Linked DNA regions of Mus musculus: regions 2 and 3 are each linked to region 1. Evidence: chromatin contacts called from public HiChIP or PLAC-seq and Micro-C data. All regions are on one chromosome and are shown on one strand. Each heading gives the region's core, a stretch centred on a gene start, on an enhancer-like site or on the middle of the called end of the contact. The rest is flanking DNA. Distances are from core to core; before and after follow the strand shown.

Evidence for each region. A called contact is a pair of places that touch in the nucleus more often than the background predicts. HiChIP or PLAC-seq counts read pairs in DNA pulled down with a chosen protein or histone mark.
Region 2: a contact with region 1 is called in an H3K4me3 HiChIP or PLAC-seq map of forebrain, with 2.9 times the contacts expected there. The contact joins the promoter of Saxo2 here to the promoter of Adamtsl3 in region 1. A contact is called at or near these places in 5 of 39 promoter capture datasets (the 3T3-L1 cell line, 3T3-L1-derived adipocytes, embryonic stem cells and 2 more), 1 of 15 datasets of contacts at CTCF or cohesin (the NIH/3T3 cell line), 1 of 484 Hi-C or Micro-C datasets (embryonic fibroblasts), 1 of 115 datasets of contacts at active chromatin or transcription factors (forebrain) and 1 of 9 other capture datasets (adipose tissue).
Region 3: a Micro-C map of embryonic stem cells shows a contact between it and region 1, with 2.5 times the contacts expected there. The contact joins the promoter of Bnc1 here to the promoter of Adamtsl3 in region 1. A contact is called at or near these places in 5 of 39 promoter capture datasets (embryonic stem cells and hippocampal neurons), 3 of 484 Hi-C or Micro-C datasets (all in embryonic stem cells), 4 of 115 datasets of contacts at active chromatin or transcription factors (all in embryonic stem cells) and 1 of 9 other capture datasets (embryonic stem cells).

The regions. Positions count from the first base shown.
Region 1 is chr7:82,333,879-82,338,810 of GRCm38.p6, forward strand. Adamtsl3 (ADAMTS-like 3) reads left to right here and starts at 1,816. Exons shown (of 30, transcript NM_001190374.1): 1 at 1,816-2,032; 2 at 3,307-3,408. The coding sequence starts at 2,030.
Region 2 is chr7:82,646,913-82,651,461 of GRCm38.p6, forward strand. Saxo2 (stabilizer of axonemal microtubules 2) reads right to left here and starts at 1,616. Exons shown (of 3, transcript NM_177894.4): 1 at 1,480-1,616. The coding sequence starts at 1,517. It overlaps Efl1 (elongation factor like GTPase 1), which reads left to right and starts at 1,702. Exons shown (of 20, transcript NM_175317.3): 1 at 1,702-1,766; 2 at 2,614-2,719. The coding sequence starts at 2,629.
Region 3 is chr7:81,989,753-81,994,449 of GRCm38.p6, forward strand. It overlaps Bnc1 (basonuclin 1), which reads right to left and starts at 2,547. Exons shown (of 5, transcript NM_007562.2): 1 at 2,443-2,547. The coding sequence starts at 2,538.

The sequences.
Region 1 (4,932 bases), core at 566-3,065:
AGGCCAGTGAACATTTGGAGTCAGTTAGTGCCCACACTCACTGCTAAGGTCCCACAAGACTTCCTTGCTCTTCTTGGGTCTGTTCAGTTCTTATTCGGTAAACCATTATCCTAAATGTCCTCTATGCAACATTTTGTTGTTGATTACATTGTTTGAGGCAACCCTTGAGCACAGTGCTGGCTCTGTCTCCCCAAGGACCAAGAGGCTGGGATGTGTATGTGAACAGCTAGAGAGCAGTCCCTTGTTAGGAGAGTTGACAGGTGCTGGTGCCAGGAGCTCAGGGAGAATGAATGAACATGTGTTAGACAAGGTGCTTTTACACGGAAAGGCATACAAAATAAGGCAGTGTGCCAAGTGGCTGTCAAAACATAACCAGAGGCTCATGGGAACCTAATCCTGCATAATCCCCATCAGAGTAATAGCCCAGTATCCATATGTGTATTATCTGCCCCACTTTCCAGAGCTAAACTAGGGTGAACAGAGAGACTCAGTGGTCTGCAGGTGAGCTAGTCATGGTCTAGCTCTGTCCTCCCTTCTTGGTTCCTCCTGAATCTCTTCCCATGCACCACCTGCTCATTTTCCATAGGTTTCCAGCCGTTTCCCTCTCTGGAGTGGAGAGACAGTCTTGACAAGGCCCTTTTCCTGGTCAGAGGAGGCCATCTGATCAGGGAAGGAGAGAATAGGAAAACACGTGGGGGGAACTCTTGGCAATGCCATAAAAGAATCTGGAACATACCAGCCTTCAGTTCACTAGGCAAGAGAGCAACTTTGGATGCAAATGTTTCAGACTCTAGCGAGAAATAGGTACCTAGGAACCAGTTCCAGACCTGGCCTCTCTGATCATCATGAAAAGCTACTCCCCGAGGACTTAAGATAACTCTAGGAACGACTGCTTTTGGGAAGGCTGGCTACACATACCACTTGACAAAGTGGCATCACTCAAGGGAGCAGCAATACGGGAGGCACAATGGTGCCTTAAATGGAACACCTGGCCCTTGACTCCTATTGCTGAGATGAAGCCAAGCCCCCATGTCTCTTCCATGGCTTTTCTTTCCTTCAGAAGTGCTCAAGGTGCCCTCAACCCTCCTCCATTCATGACTGGGACACCTCTCTTCCAAACCTCTAGGCCCCGGGGCTGTAGCTGTATTTATTTCCTGACAGGTCTGGACTTCTGTGGGACCCAAACCTGTTTCCTACCAGGGACTCTAGGTCTCAGGTTTAGGTGTCCCTGCTGGGTCATCCATGGTCCCCAATTATACCAAGACCGCAGGGGCTGTTTGAATGGGTGATGGTCAAGCTCCTAAGGCTACCAGCAGGAGTGGGTAGACTCTGGGCAGCCTCTGCAGGGTATTACTTAACAGCTGAGGTCCCCGGGGTCTGGCGGTGGTGCTGGGAGAGGGTGGCATCCTCGCACTGGTCTGGCTGGCCTGGCTGGCCCGTGGCGCAGCGGACGCCTCCCCAGAGCGCGCTGCCGCCGGCGGCAGCCGGAGCTCCTGGCACCAGGCCTGGCTGCAGGCCCAGGGCAAGGAGTGGCTTCCAGGAAGCGGGCGGAGAAGCGTTCCAGCGGAGTCTCGCCGTGGCCGCGGCGGCCCCGAGCGCTCCGAGCCGCCTGGCTGCGGCTCGGTGGCCCGCTTGTCCCCGCGTTCCCAGCGCCCCTGGGTTAGGGCAGAGGACGCAGGGCGGGAGGGACTGACGGTACCCTAGACGCGGCGCGCACTTGCGGGACGGGCGGCGCAGGTGGCGGCGCGCGCCCTCCGCCCCTGGGTCGGGGCCAGCACTGCGCTCCGCGCGCCCGGAGGGGCGGGACAGGCGGGGCGGCCGCGTCCCAGCCCCATTTAACTTTGGCGGCGGCGCGAGCTGGAGGCCGGCGTCGGGGACCGTCGGGATCCCGCGCTCCGCACGAGGTGTCGCCGAGTCGGCGCTGCTCGCCACTGTCTCGCAGCGCGCATCCCTCCTTGCACCGTCAGACGCTGCTGCGACTCCGGATTGGAAACACCCGCGGGGGATCCAGGGATTCATCTCTCTGAGGATGGTAAGGTGGAGCAAGTTGATGGGAACGCTACTGGAAAATAAGGTCTTGGTTGAGCACTGCCCTATGGGGCTTAGACAGCTCCAGGCAGGCGCGCTACAGGATCCGGGAATGTTGGACAGAACCTTTCCTGGTCCTCTGCGAGCGAGGGGTGCTCTGGATGATGGGGGATACCCTGCGGGGTCAGCGGACTACGGGCTGATCTTAGCTTGCAGTGTTTGAAGGTCCGGAGGTTTGGCTACTGAGTGAGGTTCGCATGCTTGAAGCGCAGAGAAACGAGAGGAGACGCACGCCAGGGAAAGGAGGCGTGAGGGTGGCGGGCGCTGAAGTGTGCGAGCCAGCGGAGAGGGGCGCGTGGTCCTGGGGCCCAGCCCTGGCCGCCTCCCTTCGTCCCAGAGTCGCCGCCTCAGGTCGGAAACAGCAGCACATTTGCGGATCGCATTAAGCCAGGCCTTAATGCTTTCTCCAGATGGAGAGAAGCCACCGACCCGCCCCCGGACACCGACACCGCCAAGGCGCCCGCGAGGCGAAGCGGGAGTCGAGTGTGACCTCGGCTTTTCCAGTCTCCGCTCAAACTGAGTTCCCTGTAAACTGACAGGAAAACACATTGGGGAAAACGGTCCTCGTAGCCCTCCTGGGCTTACTTCTTCCTCACCTTTAAGAGATTACACTCCGCAAGACTGTGGCCCCCAGAATTCTCTTAAAGGCAGGTCTGGAAGCAGAAGGCATTCTATCATCTAGTGAGAAATTCCTCTAACTATCCAATCTGCGTTCCTATCCTAGACTCTGTTTAGCTGTGTGCCCTTAGGCAGGGTTCTTCCCTCTCTGGTCTAGTTTAATTGGCTTCAGACTCATTTTTGCCTCAAGGAATTAAAGCTGGCAGGTGCCCTAACTCTTGGCTTTAGGCTGGTCCTCCCCACAACCCCCAGCCCCCCCCCCGCCCCCAAAAGCCACACTCTGGTGCTGACAAACAGGCTAGGAGGTGTCTGGGGCAGGGTTGTCCCTACTGCTGGAGCACTGGAGGGATGGGTGAATTGCTGACTGGAGGCAGTCTCCGTTCCCCTTTTTGATCTTGGGGGACTCATCCTAAAGGGAGCCCCATATTGCCTTCATTCTGCAGCAGACAATCCCATCCTGGGCCAACACAAACGTTTCTAAGACACTGCTTGGGCTTCAGGGTCCCTGCCTTCTGATTGGCTCCTTAGCTTACAGATTCTGCCTCTGGAGCCAGAGCTAGTTGCAAACGAGGCATTTTCTTTTTGTCTTTTCTTTCGTAGGCTGTGAGGGAGACTCCTATGATATTGGACCCCATGGCTTCCTGGACAGGATCCTGGTGGCTGCTGACACGAATGATCTTTACGGTCTCTGGTCTTCTGCAGGTAATAGAATGGGCCACCGAGAATGCTGGGTATGCCTGTCTTTGCATAGGAATAGTATTCTAGTCCATGTAAGATGTAGGATCAGTGTTAATGCTGCACTAGAGAATCTTATACAGATGGTATTGTGGTTGGCTTCTCTGTAAGGAAAGCTCAAAGATCTGGGATCCTCTCTGGATCTAGAGCAGGAACTTGATACCGTGTGGGCCCGTTCACTACTGGTGACTTGGGGGCTTGGGTGGACCCTGTCTTTCCCGACTAGAGTGGCTGTCCAGGAGAAGCTATATGTTAGAACTCAGGAAGAGTCTGATTCCCACACTAGCTTAACTAAATAACTATTCTGGATTCACTGTTAACACACCCCGCTATTGTGTGGATCTCTCTCTAGAGAAGTGTCCTGTCCTAATGCTGTGACGCTTTAATACTCTTCCTCATGTTGTGGAGACCCCCAACCATAAAATTATTTCATTGCTATGTCATAACTAAGCTTACTACTGTTATGAATCATGATGTCAATACCTGTGTTTTCTGATGGCCTTAGGAGACCCATGTGACCCAAAGTGATCACAACCCATAGATTGGGAACCATTTCTCTAGGCTCTTGTCTTTTCCATCCAACCTGAGAAGCTGAGCTCATGGATTGCACTCTTACTTGTCTATTGTTTACAGCTAAGGGAGTTTGCTGGGTTTGCCAAGGAAACGATGGGGAGTGGTACAGAGGGCAACAAGGTGGACCCTCGATTTCCCTCCACTAAGAACAGTTCCTGCCTGACTCCAGTTTGTCACTGCTAAATGGAAATGCAAGTCCTGGATTGCTGGGCCTTCTTGTATTTCAAGATAGCTGGGGCGTCCAGATTTCTTCCACAACCCTTTGGTTTATAACAAAGTGAGATCCAGACAAATATGTTTGCGGTTGGATTCAGCCAAGAAGTGTGTGGGCCCCCGACCTAAAAATGCAGGGAACATTTCAGTTAATACCGTGTCCTGAGGGTGGCTGCTAATCCCGTGCAACGTCTTATGTGACTTAGAACAAGACAACACTTCCCTGAGGATTTCACTTCTGGCTGTGGTCTGTGCACCCTCACGATCTTAGCAGACAGCCTAGTACTTAAAGGCTTAAGTCGGTTAAACAAGCATGCAGGCATGGATGAAAATCTATACTCTGGGTAAATGAAGCGGGGGTGTGTGCTCCTCTTGCTGTAGTCTCTTGGATTTACTGCCTTTAAGCCTTTTTCAGTACCCCATCAATTCTGTGGCTCACACACAACTGATTAGTGAGGGACATCATCCCCTTTATCCCGTTTTACAGTGTTCTTCTGTGGCCATATTTTAATGGTTATGTTTTGTTAGAAGAAAGGCTAAAAGGATGGAGAGAAAGAAGTTTAGTGGTTTAAAACATCTGCTGCCTGCACGTGGTGGGTAACAGCCAGCTCCCAAGGATCTGACGCCCTCTGCTGGTGTCCATGGTCAACTGCAGTTATGTGCATACACCCACCCTATAGACACATACAGAAATACTCATAATTT
Region 2 (4,549 bases), core at 366-2,865, 310 kb after region 1:
CCTCTACCTGGAAATAAGTTGTAAACAGCAGCCCTTGGAAGATGAGAGCCTGGGTCTTGATTCCACAGGCTTTCTACCTCCTGGTCTGCCAGCATGTAAAAAGTCTTGCTTCGTGTTACATGAACAAGAACCCCACCATGTTTGACTGCCAGGGACTGCACCCTCTCAAACTGTATGCCCAAACAGACCTCCTCTCCTTCGCTGTTTTTACCACAGTGCTACCACAGTGGTGCAAATGTACCTAACAGATAGTCTTCAACAACAAATGAATATGGACAGATCTTCCATCTTTCCTTCCAACAGGAAAGGAGGCAAAAGATGAGAGGTGGTATGGGGAGGGATGATGGTGAAGAATCTTTGCCCCGTTTTGAGACAATGACTCATGAAGGTAGCCAAAGTTTAAAAACCATTGGCTGAGTGGAACTATGTATGTCATAGTAACTACCCATTTTGTCAAAGATTCTTGTACCTCAGTTATAAAACTGAAAGCAGCTAAGGCAGTGCTCTCGCTGCAACTAAGTGTTTGCAAGGGACATTTCGGCAGAAGTTATTAGCCATGCTTCAAAGCCTAAAGGGGATTCCTCTTACATTGGCAGTCCCCCCAGCTCTGTGGATGGTGATATTATTCTTGAAGAATGTAAAGTCCCTAATATAATGAATTTCCTGATGGGTGGATGGGAAAATAACTTAGTTTGTAGATAAATTCAGATTCAAATACATTTTTTTTCTTACATACAAGATTTTGCAGATTCAAGCCTTAAAAGTTATGTTTGCATCTGTTCAAACATACAAACAATGTTTATTACAAAAGGGGCTGAGAAACTGCTCTCAATCAATATGTGTTGTAGCTGGTTGCCCTTAGAAGGGGATTACAAGTACAAAGGGCTTGGCGTTACTCAGTTACTCTTATTCACTTATCAAAGGTGATCTAACCCCTGGGTAAACAGTAAGCTTGAGGATAGAGAAGAATGTGTTTACTGGTGATGTAAAGTTGTTAGGCAGGACTTACAAACCAAACCTGAGGTTTACGGTGAGGACTATTGCCATTTTTGTCTGTCAGAAAGGCCTCAGGAAAATGTTGCCTTGGCAGGAATAAAAATAGAGTTTAGAGGATGGAAGGTTCTGGGTGGCAAACGAAATACCATGGATACTGTTCTTTTAAGTTAACCAATAGAATCGGTGGGTGACTCCATCACTTACCAGCCATATTTGCTCATACTACTTAGCTGATCTGAACTGTATTTTAGCTTAAATCTCTGGATGGGAAGCCTCAGGGAATGCAAAGAAAATAAGTTTTGCCCAGGAGCTAGCCAAGCAGAGGAAATGGGCAGCATTTAGCAGAGCATAAGGTCGGGGGTGGGGGGTGGGGGGTGGGGGTGGAGTAGGGGTCTCCTCCGGTTCAGGCAAGGGAGTCCTTAGGGGGTGTGCGCGGCGGGGCTCGCGGCTCTGCGGACGCCACACCGGGCGGACGTTTCTTACCCGCAGGTGCAAATCTGGCACAGACACCAGTTCCTCATGCTCTGCGCTCCAGCGTCCCCCTCCGCAGGCTTAGGCTGGCACACTTCAGAGCAGCTACAGCGTCCGCCGTCGTCAAGGCGACCGCGGAACTCCAAGTTGAAGGGAAACGACGTGGCTTCCGGTGATGTTCTAGATGCGCGCGGGTCAGAGGTCACAGGCCCACAGGCCCCGCCCCCAGGCTCCTGCGACTTCCGGTCTGAGCTACCCCTGGAGTCTTAGGTGCGTGGGTGAGGTGCGGCGTGGAGCTGGTGAGTGGGGGGACTTGCTAGGGACGCCGGCGACCAGACGGTGACGGAGACCCGGGGGGGTCATGTCGATTGGGCTGGGCGAGGAGTGTCCCGAGCGGCTGCACTTTATAGGGACCCGGTACTCTCAGCGGCAGCGACTCCAGGAACCCAAGAGGAGGAAGGGCATGCAGACCTCGATTTGCTTCTTTTAATTGGAGAGAGGGGTAGAAGGTGTGTCGTGCACCTGGTGTGTTCCTAGGCACGTGATCCAAAAACTTTTAAGGACACTCAGTGCAGTCACAGGGCCGAAGTTCTCATGTCTGATAAAAGCCAGCAAGCTTGACAGAAAGGCAGACTTTTGGAGGGACTGAAGTAGGGAAGGGTGTGTGTGTGTGTGTGTGTGTGTGTGTGTGTGTGAGAGAGAGAGAGAGAGAGAGAGAGAGACTGACTGTCTGTCTCTGGTGTGTGTGTGTGTGTGTGTGTGTGTGTGTGTGTGTGTATGTATGTATGTATGTATGTATGTGAGTGTGAGTGTGACTTAGCCGGGCGCCTCTGCACCTGGCTCCCAACTGCGTGATTCATCGCATGGCAGATCCGGAAACTCCCAGCTCACCCCACAAGTACTGTCAGCAGGATGTGTGGACTTTACCATGGAACATGGGCCTAAAGGACTATATCCCCTCAGGGCCAGAAGGAAATAGATGTGGCTAAACATTCATTGGGTTCTCAGTTAAGGAATCTGAGGCGACTTGTCAGCATCAGCATCTCCCTCTCAGTTTGTCCATTTGGTTTTCGCTGTTGTGCACACCACCCCCACCCCCACCCCCACTAGATTTTGTACCATTTTTAATTTGCATTTAATGTTTAGTCCCAGGAAATAACCATGGTGCTCAGTGGTGTTGATAAGATGATTCGACTTCAGAAGAACACTGCCAACATTAGGAATATCTGTGTTCTGGCTCATGTTGACCACGGTAAGGCTTTTAGAATTGGGTTTTATTAACAAAGAGGAAATGTCTCTGTTTCATTGGAGCGGTGAGAGTGATGCTTGCTAAGGAGTTGTGTGTTGTGCCATGTCAGAGAAGCATGCTGTAGAACGTTTGAAATAAATGGATTAACGGGTGATTGGTGGTCTGCCCAGTATGTCATACAATGCTTTTGAATTTGGATTTTTGTTAAAATATGGAAAAGTTTCTTGAGATGGTAAAATGTCTGTGGTCTTGGTAGAATATATCTTCTATAAATTCTATTTAATTCATCCTATACTGAGCATTTGCTAAGTTGGCAGTGCTTTTTTAGATTTGTCAGGCCCTAGACATTTATGAGGCCAACCTGTCCAGCCAGAGAAGCTTTAGGGAGGAATCGGGGCTTCGTGGTGAGATGGGCTGGGGGTGGGGTGGGTGAGAGTTTTGAGACCTGGAGGATTGGGTAGCAAAGTGGTTAAAAAGAATTGTTAGACGTGCCCCTTGAGGGGCTGTGGGTGATAGGGGGGGGCAAGCAGTACAAATGGAGGTGTGGAGACAGGCAGAAGGAAGCGCGTGTGTCTAAGGTGGGGTTCAGCTGTCTGCTTTATCCTGAGACTACTCTTCATTTGAAACTCTTTCTTCTCATAGCAGCAGCTCAGCATTTAGAGTCCTGTTGAAGCCAAAGCTCCGTATCATTTTAAAGGCGAGGGAGACACAGGCAGGGTCCTGTCACAGACCTCACCATTCCTGTGTGACTCTAAGACAGGATCAAGCTCTCTAGCTCTGGTTAGACATCCGGAGCTCTGAGGTCTTTTCAAATTACTTTCCGTTTGAGTGTCAGTGTGTAGCCCATGTAAAAGGAGGATAAGGAGAATCTCTGCCAGTGGTGAAATAATAGTGAAATGGTCATTAACAGTTTTATTAGCGTGTTGGGAGTCATTAGGAAAAATATAGCAAGGGCAAAGTCCTCCAATTGTAGATGAGATTAGACTGGGAAAGGTGCTTGGCTGGGTTAAAAGGCAGGAAAGAGGCTTGGTGACTCTTGTCATTAACATGAGCTCTGAAGACAAGGAGAGAGGGTGGGTCACTTGTAGAAGATCCAGCTGACACTGAGTTTATATACAAATAAAGTGACTAGCCTGCCCATGGGTACATGTGTGCATGTTTGGAGGATATAAGATCTAGCCAAAGGTTTTACTTTGTTTCTTTATTAATTCTTTTTTTTTTCCCCTTTGAGAATTAAATAGCAGATTGACTAGTGTGTAATATATCAAGCATCAAACATTGTTGACCAAGGGATTCAGCCTTGCCTAATGATGCAAAGTCTCCCTTTTGGTGGTACATTGTAATGGATGTATGTTTGCCATGCTTAGAATGAATTCTGCTCTGTTGCACAGCAGGAAAGTGACTTTCTAGGATTTTTAACTCATTATTTAAGCTCTTCAGAGGTCCCATTGATTAGTCTCTGGTTTATGCTATTATACAGATTCCACAGATTATGTACATACAGACCACAAAAAGCTGTATTGTAGGGAAAATCCAACACTTGTTAGGCCCACTCAACTGTGGAAATTGCATATGCCCATATCATTCCTTAAACACGAGTACTGTTTATGATGCTTGAAATTGTGTTAACTCTGGCAGTATTCTAATAAAGGGAACTGTAAATGTGTACCTGATTATGCAAAGACTTCTTACAGTAGATTTCAGGTTTAGTTTTTAACTGGATTGCATTGGCTACCGCAGTGTAGCCCTCCACAGGCAACAACAGGAAAACACATTTTCTTATTAAATAAGTGCAACAGTTTAATTTGCTAATGTCAGCCAGGGTCACACACA
Region 3 (4,697 bases), core at 1,297-3,796, 340 kb before region 1:
ATACAGAAGCTCAAAGACATTTCTGGCCCCTTGGTACTGCAGTTTCATTTTACTAACAAAGTTTTAAAACGTTCCCTCACATTTCTTGGCATCCCGAAGTGACAAGTGTGTGCTTAAGAGACAATTATTTGTTGTGTGAGGAAAACTAGATGGCTTTTTCTCACCACAGGGCAGGGTCACTTTTCCAAGCTGATGATCTGAGGTATAAAATATGAGTATGGGCCTGGGATACAGGTCTAACTTCTTCTAGGGGAAAGGTCATAAAAACCAAATCATCCTCTGTATAAACCATATATTTCTAAGGCAATGGATTTATGTGAGCTAAGATTTCTTATGTGAATTCCAACCCAGGTGCACAGATCACTGGATCACTGGTGTGTGTGTGTGTGTGTGTATCCTAGGAAATATTCATGGGCAGGTTATTCAAACTAGTAACCATTTTCTCTGTGACAGACAGAGCTCCAGGGAATCCTTACCAGTCTGCATGGGTGGACATGAGAGTACAAATTAAGTTATGCAGCTGTCTGAACACAATCTGAGTTCTCAAACTCTGAGGAGCTCACACCTTAAAAGAGTCCATCAAAGTGTCTGAGGATTCAGCTACAACAGAACACAGTCAACACCTGAGTGGAGACAGTTACAGTTTCTGTAAAACTGAAGTTTGTGAACTTGCAACAATAAATAAGATAATGAGTCATATTTTTTAACTATCTGAAAGTATGCTAAAAAGAACAGTTATTAAAATTCTCCAGAGAAAGAAGGGCAGCTGTCTGTATCTATTTTAAAAGAAAAATAAAATACAGCACAAATTGTAACACTTGAAGTAATGTGCAAAATTACACTTTGATGCATACAATTTTAAGAAAGGTATAATAATATGCATCAACAAATTTGGGGAGGGGCGAATGAGAAAGTTACATGTTTCACTACTTAACAAAAGTTTTAACGCACAAACATCAATTTGTAAACTAAACCTCTGTTAAATTCGAAAAGATCCCATGAAATCTAACAGCACAGTGAAGACAACGAGCAAGTAAAAACAGACTGCCAAAAAAGATTTGCCAAAATGCTGTTTTTCAGTTCACCTATACTGTCACACCAAAATCTTGTTGCTTTAATAAGAAAAATTTACTTCTTATTGTTGATATATCTGTTCTGTGTTTCCATGCAGTAACAGGTTCTCTCTCTCTCTCTCTCTCTCTCTCTCTCTCTCTCTCTCTCTCTCTCTCTCTCTCTCTCTCTCTCTCTCACACACACACTCTGACAGGGATTCCCAGGACACCAGTGGGGCCTCTTTCAAGCCCCTTAAGTGTTAACAGCAGAGGCCTGGCTGTGACCAGGCGTCTGGCCCGATTTAAATGCCCTCATCTTCAGAGGTCTGCGGTGAGCCTAGCCATAAAACTAGGGGACATTACCGAACCCCAGAGTGTCTGATCTTCCCCCCCCCCCCCGCACTGCATACAACTTCACTCATACAATTAAGGCTGCTAGTTGGCATTCCATTTAACTGTCAAACTCAGGCTGGTGGCAGCCCCACAGCCACAAAGAGATGCCTTAAACGAGAAGAACATGTTTCTACACCGCATTTGAGAAAGTTTGGCTCCGAGCTATGTACTGATTGATATCAGATCTCTCTCACTTGCCTCTCCAATCTTGTCACATCTGGCTGACAAATCCCCAGGAGTTTATCCGAAGTCGTGAGGCCAGTAGGGTTAAGGGGCTCCCCTGGGGAAGCAGCGCCCGTGGACAGCGGACACCCGAAGCGGATGCTGGGGTACGCCCGGCTGGAACCCCGCTGCGGGGTGGACAGTCACTGGGCCACTAAGCACCTCACCTCTGCATTGCCAGGATCCCTTCCTGTCACTCTCAGGTAAACCATCTCCAAAGAGACTGGACCTTGGCCCTCTGGCTTCCCCATCAGCATCCGGATGCGCTCCTCCAAGTCCCTGAGCGACCGGAGGGCACGAACACCCCTCACTGTCCCACGCTCGACAAGCCAGGCGGAACGCCGGCAAACCAACGCACTCCTTCAGCGCGGTTCAACTGCGAGCATCCGTCCTCTTCAGACACGTCTAACTAAGCTGACGGTTTGCGGCGCTTTTGGTCTTTTGTCTCTTCCCTTTTAAAAAAGCAAGGATTTGTCCCTCAGGGGACCGGCGCCCCCTCCACGCCCCTCGGGCGTCTCCGCGACTCTCCTCCCGGGATGACCGAAGGTCACGGCTTGAAATACCAGACAGATGGACGTCCCTGCGCCAACAGCGGTTGGACAGGGGCTCTGGGGTGTAAGAGAAACGGGGCGCCGCTCACGGGTCACCTCGCTGCGACCGGGCACAGGCTGCGAGGAACTGCAGTTCGGCCTCCCGGGACGCACACACGGCGCCGACGACGAGCAGGTGGCCCTCGTAGGGCGGCCCCGCGCCCGTCGCCCGCGCGACCGCTTACCTCAGCCATCCTGCAGCCGCTGCGGAGCCGGCCTTCCCGGCGCGCGTCCCCTGCCCGGGCCGCTCCGCGTCCGCCCCGGCTCGGCGACCGCCGCATCCACGCTCTGGCCGTCTGGGCCACCCCCGCCCCCCCTGCGCAGGAGAAGTGGGCGGCTCCCCGCGGCGCCGGGTGACCGCGCCGGCCCTTGCGCCCCTCGTGCACCCTCGCGTCCGCCCCGCGCCCCGGGGTCCGCCCCTCCGCTCGCCCCGCCCCGCGCCCCTACTCCGGCCGCCGGGGGCTGCGGGCGACGCTCGAGGGGGTGTGGGGAGGCCACGCAGAGTCGCCTCGGTTGAGGCCAGGCCGCGGCCCCCCGCGCACAGCGGAGACCTCGGCGGCCGCGGGCGCGGAGGTGTCTGCCCCCGGCGGGCTTGAAGGCACTTGTTGAGAAGGAGACAGACGTGTCGGTGTTTGCCTCTCCCCGGCGAGGGCGAAACGCTCTCTGAAGTTCCCTGGCTCTGCTCTCTCGGGCTGATGCAGCCTCCCTCGCCTCCCCCGGAGGCGCCTCGGGTCCCGGTGTGGACCAGGCAGAAGGCTGCACTGCCCCCGCCCCCACCGGGAACTTTTTATTTCCACAGATGTGGGGACTTGGGTCGGGTCGTGGAGGCTTGATTGGGAACTCAAACACCCCGGTCTCTTGTGTGCTCTGTGTTAAAGTCCCGGTGTTACCGCTTGCCTGGGACAGGTGACTTCGCTCTCAGAGTTGGAAAGCGGGATTAGACTTAACTAGGTTCTAAGGAGACACGGAGATGAAGTGATAAATCAAACAAGAGTTTCGTCCCCTGGGAGCCGATGGGGAGGGGCTCGCCAGGAGAACCTGCTTTCCGGGGCCTGAGGACAAAGAAAAAGAATCCTTCGGCCCTAAGAACAGGGGAAGATTGTCCACAGCTGGTGTGAAACAGAACCAGGTTTTACTATATAGCTCTTGGGCAGGGCGGGACCTGAGACCTGAAGAGAGGCCAAAGTGTTTGGCTTTTTGGGTCTGTCCTTTTTAGAAGTAAGAGAGCCTAGACTTGGAGTGGCAGGTCCTGTTTCTTTTTTTTTTTTTTTTTTTTCTTTTTTTTTCCCCCAATTTGTTGCACCTGCTTCGCTGCTGGTGGGCGTCCTTGAAAAGGGAACACAGTCCTGCACAAATCAGAGATGCCGGGACAAAGAAAGAGTTGCAAACAGAAGACAGGATGCCAGTTACCCCACGTGCTGACAACAGGCTTCAGAGGGGGGAAAGGTGAGAACAGGACACATGACAGAAAAAAAAGTGTGGGCATCTGTGCTGCACGGGGTCCGGAAACTGGACACCTGGATTTCCCCCAGGTGCCTGTTCTGGGTCTACCTGGTGGTACTTTTCCTTGCAGGCATGAAGTTGCCTAGCCATTGCGATAACATTGACCTGGAGATGCGCATTAATATTGCCACATGGCAAACTTCATTATGAAGCCTTGTTTTATTAATGACCAAGCTAAACTGGTTGGTTACCTTCTGTTTGCTCTTTCCCAAACAGCTACAGTCCACCACACCACCCAACGTTTTAGGCCTTTCTTCTGGTCCTTTCTTTTGTGGCTATTGTTTCAAGGTGTTCTCTTCAGAGAGGATTGTGTCCCTGGCTCAGAAGCCTTCCCTGACCCACCAGGCCTCCACTCCACATATTTCTGCACCCTTCACTTGTTTCTGCCTCCCTCCATGCTTACTGCATTTTGAAGCCTAGAGGTGTTTCCTTGTCCTAATTTCTTGGCCATTGCACATCTTAGTGGATTCTGTGCAATGAGTTGCTGTAGCTGACAGGACACTTGCTTAGGAGTTAGAGTGACCTGGGCTTGTTCTCAACAAGTGGAAACTGCTGGAGGAAGCTAGCCAATTCGGTCTCCCTTTTCTGATCTGTAAAAGTGGACCTGAAACCACCTCTAAATTCAGGCTGGCAAGCTAAATAAAATAATCTCTCTTACTACATGTAGAGCTTATTTTTATTAACTAAATTAATTAACTAACTCTTGTAGAAGTTTAGAACATTTATATTTCCTTGTTATACATGCACCAAAATGTCTAAATCCCAGTAAATGGTCCATTTAAATATTCTAAATGTTTTTCAAAGTTTGTGTTCATTGCAAATGATTTAGTAAAGCCTTCCACCAGTGACAGATACTGGAGTCAACGTGTTAACTTTATTCCTGCTTACAAACACAGGGACGATTTGGGATGGGTTTGAACACATGAAAACAGGCTGC